2 separate regions of the Capsicum annuum genome follow, and region 2 is linked to region 1. A link is a contact called in public Hi-C data. All regions are on one chromosome and are shown on one strand. Each heading gives the region's core, a stretch centred on a gene start, on an enhancer-like site or on the middle of the called end of the contact. The rest is flanking DNA. Distances are from core to core; before and after follow the strand shown.

Evidence for each region. Hi-C and Micro-C count contacts between places; a contact is called where the count stands out from the background.
Region 2: a Hi-C map of bud shows a contact between it and region 1, with 2.2 times the contacts expected there. The contact joins the promoter of LOC107864186 here to the enhancer-like site in region 1. A contact is called at or near these places in 2 of 5 Hi-C or Micro-C datasets (bud and leaf).

What each region holds. Positions count from the first base shown.
Region 1 is chr3:14,167,036-14,172,911 of UCD10Xv1.1, forward strand. No RefSeq gene overlaps it. Among protein-coding and RNA genes, the nearest start is that of LOC107866464, 15 kb to the right of the region's middle. Within about 2 kb of position 2,621, at least 5 of the 5 cell types and tissues checked have an H3K27ac peak or open chromatin away from gene starts, as enhancers often do. A contact at or near this core is called in bud and leaf, where this site is marked.
Region 2 is chr3:14,207,518-14,213,393 of UCD10Xv1.1, forward strand. It overlaps LOC107864186 (putative E3 ubiquitin-protein ligase XBAT35), which reads left to right and starts at 3,588. Exons shown (of 11, transcript XM_016710475.2): 1 at 3,588-3,833; 2 at 5,069-5,183. The coding sequence starts at 3,732.

The sequences.
Region 1 (5,876 bases), core at 1,371-3,870:
GGTTCCGTGCTAGCATAGCTCTCGACATCTAGTTTTGAAATAAGAGCTATTAGTTAACGTCAAACATACTTGTTTACATTAGAACTAGACATTGAAGGGCCCGTGCTAGAACGAGCTCAATATATGTTATATTTTTGTCTCAATTTACGTGACACAAATATAATTTAGATAATCATTCATTAAATCATTTAAATTTCTAATTATTGTGATTTATAATACATTTTTTTATAATTTCAATTTCAGTGGCAGTGATATAATTTCGAGAGTCAATCCAATATTTTATATCTTGTATATTTTTTAAGTTGTTAATTATGTGATTTATAGTGCTTTTACCATAATTTTTAAATAAGATATTAATACTTTCTCTGTCCCAGTTTACGTGTCTTCTCATTTTTAAATCATAAATATTACTTTATGTCTTCCTCTGTCCCATCGTAATTTCTATGACACAAATATAATGTTGATAGTCAACCAAATATTTTATGTTGACATATCATTTTGTGTGTATTTTGTTTTTTTATAAAATATTATTTATTTCTAATGCTTAGATGACCATAAAAATTAATTAGGGCTGATATAATAAAATCACGATTGAAACGACGAAGTAGACATGCCTTAAATGACTTACAACAACTAACTGGAAGTGATATAATAAAATTATTATAAAAAATATTTATGAAAAAAATTTAAATGGGTCTCATATAAGACAACAAGTTAATTTAAAATATCAAGAGTTAATTTATCATTTTATGTTTAGTTTATTTTTTTTTTTAAAAATATATTAATTTTATAATACTTATATGACTCATAATAATTAATTAAGAGTGATATAGTAAAATTACAATTGAAGCAGAAAAAGATAGCATAAAACATCAAGAGATAATTTTTTATTTTATTAAATATTATTAATTTTTTAACACTTAAATAATTTATACTAATTAATTAGAAATAATTAGAAATAATACAGTAAATGATTAAAACAACTGAAGCCGACAATATAAGCAAACTTGTCGAATAGTAAAAGTAAAATCATTGGTGTTATTATGAAAGGGAAAGATATAAAAAGTTGAAAGTGATATATATCAAAGAATTATTATTTTATGTGCCGACGGATCTTGATACTATGAAATTACTTAAATATCAATAATAGATTGATATATATATATATATATATTGTCCAATGTCCGTATTGAGACTCGAATGAATTAAAATTCACGTCCATTTTGAGTGGTGGCGCTTTAAATAGAACTTTTTTTTTTTTCAAGGGCTTAAATCTGAGACGTCTAGTAAAGAATGAAAATTACAACCATTCCATCACAATCTATATTGATAAAAAATACTGTTTGATAACCCCAAAAAGTGAGTACACAATTATAGAAATTACTTAAATGGTAGAATGTGTAAAAAAAAGTTTTACTCCTTAGTAGGTAAAATAAAATTTAAATTCTTTTCACATATTTATTTGCCCTACTTGACTTCCACCTTTTCAATCATAGTAGTAACATTTTTCTATTTTGTGACATTGTAGAATAATGTTTGGAAGACGGAATACATATACAAGTTCCTGAACTATTTCACTTTTCTCTTATAGATATCTCAATTAAGTCAGGTATCTATTGAACCCTTTACTTATTCACAAATAGTTTTAATTGAACCCAATTTACTGACGTGGCAAAAAATGTAAAATGCGTGTAACACGCACGCTGATGATGTGCCAAAGTGACGAATTAAATAACGACATGTGACATTTTAATTTAAAATAATTATAAAAATAAATTTTTAACATAATTAAATCTAAATTAAAAAAAAAAACATTAACTGCCCCGCACCTCGGCACTACAACCCTACGCAATCCTTAACCCCCCCTCCCTCGCCCCCCCCTTCCCTTTCTCTTCCTTCCTTTCCAAAAGCAACAGAACTTAAAAAAAAACCAAAGTACAACAGAACTAAAAAAAAAACAAAGTATCTTCTTCTTCCATAGATACTCCTTTTCCACCATGCACTTTGATTCCGTCAATACTCCTTTCCCCACCATTGAAGTATTTTGATTCCGTCGATATCCAATAATATCCAACAATATCCATCTTCCCCATCTTCACTTCACTCCTTCATTTCTCCACCAAAATAATACCAAACAACAATTTCAAATGAAAAAAATAATGAATTTTAAAGTGTTAGTTAAATTGTAGCAGTAAAAGATAGAAACATTTTGTTATTCCATTTTCCCACTTCGATTTCGTTAATTTCTCATTTTCATCTCCATTTCCTCCACTACCAAGAAGGGGACAAATAAAGATGGAAATCTTGAATTCTTTGATAAAATCTGCAGCTGGTTTTGTTTATGGATCAAAAATCAAAAAGGGAAAAAATCCCGGAAAATCACCAAATTTTTATGATTTTGGTACTGACTTTGATAAATCATATAAATGATGGGCCTTTTCTTTCTTTTTTTTTTTTGAAGTTTTGTGAAGCTATGGAAGTTCTACGTAAATAATGGGAAATTTTGTTTTCCCTGTAGGCTGTATTGTTTTCTTCCTCACCTAGTACACACACAAAATCTGCTGAATCGATTTTATTATTCTGAAATTCATAGAGCAAGTGTTAGAAGTGAATAAAATTAGTGTATTTTGGATATTTGAATTTAGGTAATTGAAGATGAACTATTCGCGATTGGTAGAAGGGAAGGCAGGGAAAGAAAAAACCATTGATTGAATTATATTGTATACAAAAAAATCATTAATTTCGAATTCAATTTGAAGAAATAAAATGTTATGTTTAAGATTTATTGAAGAGGAAGATTATGGCAGTTTGACAATGGAGAAGAAGATGATAACTTTTTATTTCTTTTATGTGTTTTTTTAATTATTTTATGTGTCTTTTTTTTATTGTTTTTCTTTAATATTTAATGTTCTTATTAATTGTGGCTTCTCACTCTCCATTTGGAGAGTGTATTACACATGCCATGCCATATCAGCATTATGTCAGCGATTGGGCTCAATTGACACATTTTATGAAGGAATAAAGGGTTCAATAGGTACGTGCCTTAATTGGGATGTCTATACGAAAAAAGTTGAATAGTTGAAGGGCCTGTATATGTATTCAGCCTATTTGAATCATTCATTTTTATACTTCTTCTTTTTCAACTTTGACAAACTTTGATGTGACATTTTATTTATCAAACCAACTCTTCAATCATCAGATATACAAAATAAGAGTTTAAGTTTCATACAACATTCATATATATATAATTTTTTAAATATCCTCAGGTTGTTCAAATGCTACTTACAGATAATAGAAGTTTTCTTAAATTTAAAGGTAAGATAAGTTACCTCGTACAATATGTAAAAAGGATATAATGATATAAAAATTATTTAATTTGATAATATATATTAAGTAAACAGTAAATATAATATTATCTTAATTAAGGACTACAAGTTGCATAACGCGTTATGAAAGAAAATTACATCAACAAAGCTGTCAATTTCTGTTCAATTTCGTCGGTGGATTATAATGGATTGGATATACTATATTGGGCCAGTCCTAAAGTCCAATACAAAAGATTTTTACGAGCCCATTTGAATGTCCAAAAACTCATGGGCCAAGCCCAAATATCTACGAGGATGGGTTCAATGGATAAATGCCCATGACCCGAGTCGATGTTGTTGATTGCAAGTGATTTGCTTCCTGAGATTGGTCCAAGTGGTCGAGTCGATGTCATAATTTGTTAGGCTCTTACCATAAAATAAAAAAGGCTCATGGCTTAAGCCGGTGATGTACATTGCACTTGTAAGGGGCGACTGAATAAAATTGATGCAAGAAGTTTAACCAAAAGCCGATATAATAATTCGCCATAGAAAGGTGGTTGTGTTCAAGTGGCACCTATCATCAGAACGGCTCATGGCGTAAGTCGGTTATATTCGTGATCTAGCGCGTTTAAGGAGGGTTTTCGAGTTATTTTTAAGGAAGAAACGTAAACTTTATCGATCATATTAGAGTGGGCTTCTACTTTTAAATGGGCTTGTAGAACTTGCAATGTGAGATTTTGGGCCTTTGCCACTTGTCCAGGAATAACAATCTCTACTACTGCCTCCTTTCTAAATCAATTATTCATTTTTTTTAAAAGGAAAAAATCAAAATTGCTCTAAGTAATTCTATGTAAATCGACAAGAGGGAGTTGCTCGGATGATAAACACCCCTCTTTTAATCTGAAAATTATGCGTTTGAGTTACGAAGAGAACAAGAAAGATGGGACCTCCTCGGGAGGGATTAATTTTTTTTTGTATGTAAAATGAGAATTGTTTCTACAGATATTAGCAAATATTAATTTTAGAATTTAAATTTTATCGAATTCTACTAAGTTAGAGATTAGTAAGTTACTACATAAATGGAGTCTGAATCAAACTTACTGAATTTGATTGACCAATATCTTTTTCTATCCATGTTTATGATAGAAAAAATCTTTTATAACCCAAGTTTATTCTAAATCCAACTTTATATTTCCCCACCCTCCAAAAAAAAACCTGCTTTTCTCTGTAATTTGCAATTTTTGGAGATTATACTTCTCTTGGTAGTTCTTTTTCTTTTTAGTTGAATTTTAGAGTCTCTACAAACAACAACAATAACATACGAAAAATCTCATAAATGAGGTCTGCGAAGGGTAAAGTGTACGCAAATTTTACCATCATCTCGGTGAGGTAGAGAGGAGACTGAATAAAATCTCTACTATCTGATAAAATATGAATGTTTTAATTTCCTGAAGGAAAAGGAAAACAAATGAGTTAGTGGTAAAATATAAATTTGAACTATCACATTTTTCGCGAATTTCACACCTCAATAATCAAGTATTCCCTTTTCTCACTTAACTATATGACAATCTACATATTAAAAATACTCCTCAAAGGCTGAAGCTAACTAACTATCATCTGTTCCCTTTTGCTACTTGAATTATATATCACTATATACACAACAATTGATAATTAAAGTGTGAAACTTACGAAAATATTAATTATTCAAATGTATTTTTGACCGTTATCTAAAAACAAATTGAAACGACAACTTTTAAACTTTGGGACAAATATATGCATGTTTTCGATAAGTTGATTTTGGCTACCTAAGGTGCCTACAAATCTTGTGGATATGTTCTTTAAATGTATTACAAGATAAGACATGTTACTTTGGTGGATTTTAATTTGGTTTTTAACAGTTAAATCTTCATCAGCAATTCATTTAAAGTGTTAATTCTATTCGATTTGTTTGTGCTAATAATCGAATATAATTATGAGCACCTTTTTTAATGGAACAACTTACTTTGCATCACAACTGGGAGAGCATTATGGAGGAGACAACTTGTTTTACCTTCAAATATAATATAACATGAAAAATTGATTCTAAAAAAAGTTTGTTATTATCATGAAATGTTGTCATATATAAAATGATTCTTATAAAGAGGTGTGACTGAATTAATAAGTTATTATTTGGTACTTCCTCTGTTTCAATATTAGGTCGAATATATCCTTCTGGAATAATTATTCAATTAGTTGTGAATCTTCAGGTACTGTTTTATTCAATATTTGTTCAGTTAGTTTTTTATTCGACTTTCTTTTTTTAATTCATTTAAGAAAATTTCATTTTGTATACTTAGCAATTCTTTAATTCAGCGTATATGATACACTTAAGACCACAAATTTTAAGAATAAAAATTTCATGACGTGCCTATTTGGCCACTACCATTTAATTTTTAACCACTTTTTAAAAATTATTTAATTTGTGTCCTATATTATTGGAATTTTTTTATCCTTTGATTTTGCGGTTGAATTGATTTTGTTTCACTTTACATGAACCTATAATTTCATCATCGTTGAAAAGTTTGAAAACAA
Region 2 (5,876 bases), core at 2,338-4,837, 41 kb after region 1:
TATGTATTAAAAAATTAATAATTTTAATTAAAAAAATCAGCTACTTTGTCATTTACTATATTACCCCTAATTGCTCTGCGATTTACTATATTACCCCTAATTAATTATTATAAGTCATTTATATATTAGAATTAATAATATTTTTTTATTATATTATCCTTAATTAATTATTATAAATTATTTATTTATTAGAATTAATATTATTTAATTAAAAAATATGTATTTATGACGTTTGTTTCAGTTGCTTTAACCGTGATTTTACTATATCATCCCTAATTGATTATTATAACTCATTTATGTATTAAAAATTAATAATATTTAATTAAAAAAATCAGTTGCTTCGTCATTTACTATATTACCATAATTGCTTAGTGATTTATTATATTACCGCTAATTAATTATTATAAGTCATTTATATATTAGAATTAATAATATTTTTTATTATATTACCCCTAATTAATTATTATAAGCCATTTATATATTAAAATTAATAATATTTAATTAAAAATAGATATTTATGACGTTTGTTTAAACTGCTTTAACCGTGATTTTACTATATCATCCCTAATTAATTATTATAAGTTATTTATGTATTAAAAAATTAATAATATTTAATTAAAAAATAGATGACATGTCTGCCTATATCATCCCTAATTGCTCTGTGATTTACTATTACCCTGAATTAATTATTATAAGTCATTTATATATTAGAATTAATAAAAAAAAATTATTATATTACCCCTAATTAATTATTGTAAGTCATTTATATATTAGAATTAATAATATATAATAAAAAATAGATATTTATGACGTTTGTTTAAACTGCTTTAACCGTGATTTTTACTATATCATACCTAATTAATCATTATAAGGCATTTATGTATTTAAAAATTAATAATATTTAATTAAAAAAAATCAATGGCATGTCTGTTGCAACTCCTTCAACCATAATTTTGCTAAATATCGCTTATAATTAATTAGTATGAGTCATCTAAGTGTCAAAAATTTAATCATATTTTTTAAAAAATAAAATAGACAAAAAATAATAAATTAACTCTTGTATTAAATTAAGTTGAACTCCTTCAACCATGATTTTACTGTATCACCCCTAATTAATTATTATAAGTCATTTATGTATTAAAAAATTCATAATATTTAATTAAAACATTAGTTTCGACATGGCTGCTTCAAGAGCTGTGCCGTGATTTTACTATCCCACCCCTAATTATTATTATAAGTCATTTATGTATTAGAAAATTAATAATATTTAATTAAAACAAGAAAAAATACGTTTATGACATGTTTGTTGGAGCTGCTTCAACCATAATCATCTTTGAGAAGATGATCAAAGACTTTGTTGTTAATTGAAGTATCTTTTGTTTCAGTTTTTGTATGAAATAATCCTCTGAATATTAATTCTACATCTTTTCTATATTTTGTAACAGGTCTCAATCTTATCATCAAACAATCAAAATAACTCGATTACATGACACATCATACTAAAAGTTCACTCCTTATTGAGTACCGTCAAATAGTTATTATTTAAAAAATTATCGTTTTAAATCAATATACATTTATATTTGTATCTCATCAATATCGAATATTAATACTAAAAAATGTTTATAGTGTTGCCTCGTGCTGACACGGGCCATGCACTCTAGTCTTACATAGAGAGGAAAGAAATCTACTAAACTTGTAATAAGATAAAGTCGAAGGTAATTTTAAATATAATTAAAGTAGACTAGTAAGTTCAGTCATTTTTTCCTTTAAAAAGATAAAATTAGCATATTAAATTATAGTGTTTCAAGATTCTAATCCGGTCAAAGCTCCCAATTTCCTATTGGATTTTTGTTAGTCAAAAAGAAAAAAATAAATAAAGAGTGATAAATAATTTAGCCTTTTTCCCAAAATAAAAGGAGATCGAATTTCATTGAAATTTCGATGAATTTGAAGTCACTTAGGGTGTGTTTGCTATGAAGGAAAATGTTTTCCTAGAAATTTTTTTCTTGAAAAACAAGTTAATTTCTTACTTGTTTTCCTATGTTTGGTTGATGGATGGAAAATATTTTTTGGAAAATATTTTGTAATGTTTGGTTGGAAAATGAAAAAATAACTGTCAAAAAATACATTTTAATCTTTAGCTAAATCATAAAAATACATTTTAGAAAAATATTTTTTGATCTCAAAAAATATTTTTTGGGGTGTGTTCGATATGAAGGAGGAGAAATATTTTCTAAAAAAATAAGTTGTTTCTTACTTATATTTAGAGGTGAGCATTTAGTTTGTTCGGTTTGATTGTTGAATATCGGTACGTTTTTTTTGGTTTTTGGATTGACGAAAATAACAATCATAACCAAACCAAAATTATTTCGGTTTGGTTTGATTTGGTTTTTACAGATTCGGTTCGGTTATTTCGTATTTTTATTTTGATTTGAAGATTAAAGTAGTGACCATTTAAAGTTGGTGATTTTTCTAGAAAAATATTTTTTTTTTCAAACTTATTTTTATTCTTAAATATAATTAATTCAACACGAATGAAATAATCATAAATATCGATTTTGCCGAGTCATCACCGTTGGCGTGACGATAAGTGTGTTTTCTAAAAATATTTGTATATATTTAACAAAAAGACTGAGAATGAATATGATAAAAAGGGTGGGATAAGAAAAAAGTTTTAAATGGTAGGGGGTGGGGGTGGGGTGGGGATTGGGGTGGGATATTAAGGGTCGGAGTATGAATGAGTGATTTTGAGAGTTATATGAATATTTCAATTTAATAGTAATGTTGAAAGAGAGTTTTAAAAAATGTTTTCCTTACTTTTTGAAGGGAAGTCATTTTCCTTAATTTTAAGAAAAATGAGTTGATTTAAAAAATATTTTCCAAAACCTGTAAGTCAATCAAACAGGAGAAAACTGAAAAATCCTTCGTACCAAACACACCCTTAATTAATGCAGTCTCTGTCTAAAATTTTCCAAAAAAATAAAAATAAAAAATAGAGGGACTAAAAGTGCAAAACCATCGTCATCTAGATGTATTAGTTTATCTACTTCTCCAATCCTTGTTAATTAAGCAAGCCCCCTCATTTCCTCGTAATGATTCGTTAAATTTTATTTGACCTCTATATAAAATAAATATTTTATTTTTTATTTAGTTTGATAAATAAAAAATTTATTATGTTTTACCTTTTTAATAATAAATAATAGTAATTAAATTTAAAGTTTTGAAAATGATATGAAAATAGTATTTGTTATGAAAATAATACTTGTTATATAGTTTTCTTTTTGATATGAAAATAGTACTACTTGTTATATAGTTTTCTTTTTGATTTGAATGGTATCAGCTTTGATTAATATTTTAAAATTTATTTTTCATTATATTAATTTGTAAAAAGTTATAATTTAATTAATTTAATTTAATTTGAAATAATTAATTAAATTAACTTCAAGAATCAAAATATTACAAATTATATTGACAAATCCCAGTGAAAATAAAGTGATCTCTTCTCATTAATTGTCGTGGAAGGTGACATGTATTTTAAAATTAAAATAATATGAAAGGGAGGAAATATTTATTATTTCGGCCCCCCCGCCCCACAAATTTCCAACACCCAACCGCGTAATTTTAAAGTCAGAAAAAACTTTCTCTTTCCTCAATAATTTTCCCCCAAAATATAAAGAGGAAAATATTTTGTTAATTTTCTTCAATTCTTATTCTTTTTTCATAATCATAATATGGGGCAGCAACAATCGAAAGACGAGCTTCTATATCAACAAGTTAATTATGGAAACATTGAAGGCATTAAATCTCTCCGTAACGAAGGCGCTGGGCTTGAGGTATAATTGATTTGATTTTTTTTTGTGTAATTTAATTTTATATTTTGTCTTTTTTTTTTGAATTAATATGATTTTTTTAATATATATTTATATATTTTGGAGATTTTTGCATTTGTTTAGAATTTTATTGAGAAGTAAGTGGGGGAAAAATTACGAAATTGATGTGATTGAGTGATGAAAGACTATGAATTTAGTTCATTTTTACTTGTTACTTTTCGCTTTACGCTTTACGAGAGTCAGTTTGACTAATTTTGAATGTTTTTAGTTGTCGCCGTAAGCTTCTCGAGAGTCAAACTATATAAATTTTGATATAACATTGTAAGATGAATTTTTCATCATATTAATATAAGAAGATTGCAACTTATAGTATTTTTTGTATATTTTCTGAATTTTTAATTTTAAATATTAAATTAATCTACTTCAATTTAGCTTCAAAGTTTAGTTAAATTGACTTTCGTAAAGCAAAATGTGACAAGTAAAAATGAATAGAAGGAGTATTAGATTAATTCAACATTTTTAATTTAGGTGTTTGATAATTATATGAAAAATACTATAAGTTGCAATCCTTTTCGTATTAATATAATTTAAAAAATTACACTTTAAAATGTTGGTCAGAGAGCATGTAGTTTGACTCTTGGAAAAATGAAGTGTGACAATTAAAAGTGAACGGAGGAAGTAATGTTGATGGTTGACTGAACTAAATTTAGGATTTTAATAGCTGAAGTATGTTTTTTTGGTTGATTATGTATGTATGATGTACTGCTGACTGCTAATCATTTCTGCTCTATTGTGGAAAAAACTTGAAACTTTAGTATGTTTGTGTGTAAACTTATTAATCAATGAATTAAAACTTGATCTAAACTAGTTAGGGTCCGCGTTATGAACGTTGGGTATCTATCCGCTCTATTCCACAAATTCCGTGTGGAGAGGATTCATCATGATTAGACTATCTTTATGCTGGCAGTCCATGTACCTTAACCGTCCTCCTTAATTTGGGTTTACGACCAGTTACCGCATAGATCGTATGTATTCTTTCTTATATGCTAATGTTTTATGTTGTTCGTACTCTTCAAAAATGTTGCTGCACCTGTGTCAGATTCTCTAAAAATACACAAGTTTTAGAGAATCCAATAGAGTCCTAGTAGCATTTTCGGAGAATCCGAACAACAAAGCTTATAATGATAAGAATATTACAGGAATTTGTTGTTATAATGTGTTAAATATCTTGATTTCAGTGGCTAGATAAGGAAGGGAAGACACCATTGATTGTGGCGTGCATGAATCCTGAACTTTACAATGTAGCAAAAACTTTGATAGAATTGGGTGCCAATGTCAATGCTTACCGTCCAGGTAATGATCTTCTCTATTTTTATATACTAAGACGGTAAATTGTGGTTGTGACTTAATGGGGAAAATATTTGTGTAATAATGGAGTAAGTAAAAGAAAGACTAACTCATGGGGCTGATTGACATGTATATCTTTTGTGTTTACGTGGCTGGGGACATGAGTGTTTCGACATTACTTGTTAGACTTCATGTTAAGTCCCTTGATTCTTGCATCTATTTTACGAGAAAGTTATCAATGCTAATGTTTTTTGGGAATGATAACAGTATGATCATTCTAGTGTTATGAAATTGTAATTTATTTGTATAAGAGAAACTCCCCCATTGGCCCCACCTCAACATATTTTACACACTTTAATTTCATTCATCATAACATTCTTCTCCTTTTATCTTGATAGGATATTTGTTCCCCTCAAGCATATAAAGTAATGGTAGTTTTTATTTTATTGTAGTGGTGATGTTATCTATTCAGTGTACTGTTTTACCTGCTGACATTTGCATTATCGCTTAGGCATTAGAACAACTTGTTAACTGTGATATTGTTAGTTGGCAATGAATATTAATTTAGTGTTTGCAATTACTAAAGTTGAGTATTTCCAAATACTAGCTTGTCCACTAGTATTTGCAAATACTGGTGATATATTGAAAAACTTGTTTGAGAAAAACTTCAGTTAAATAATAATTTTCTCGCAAATCTTC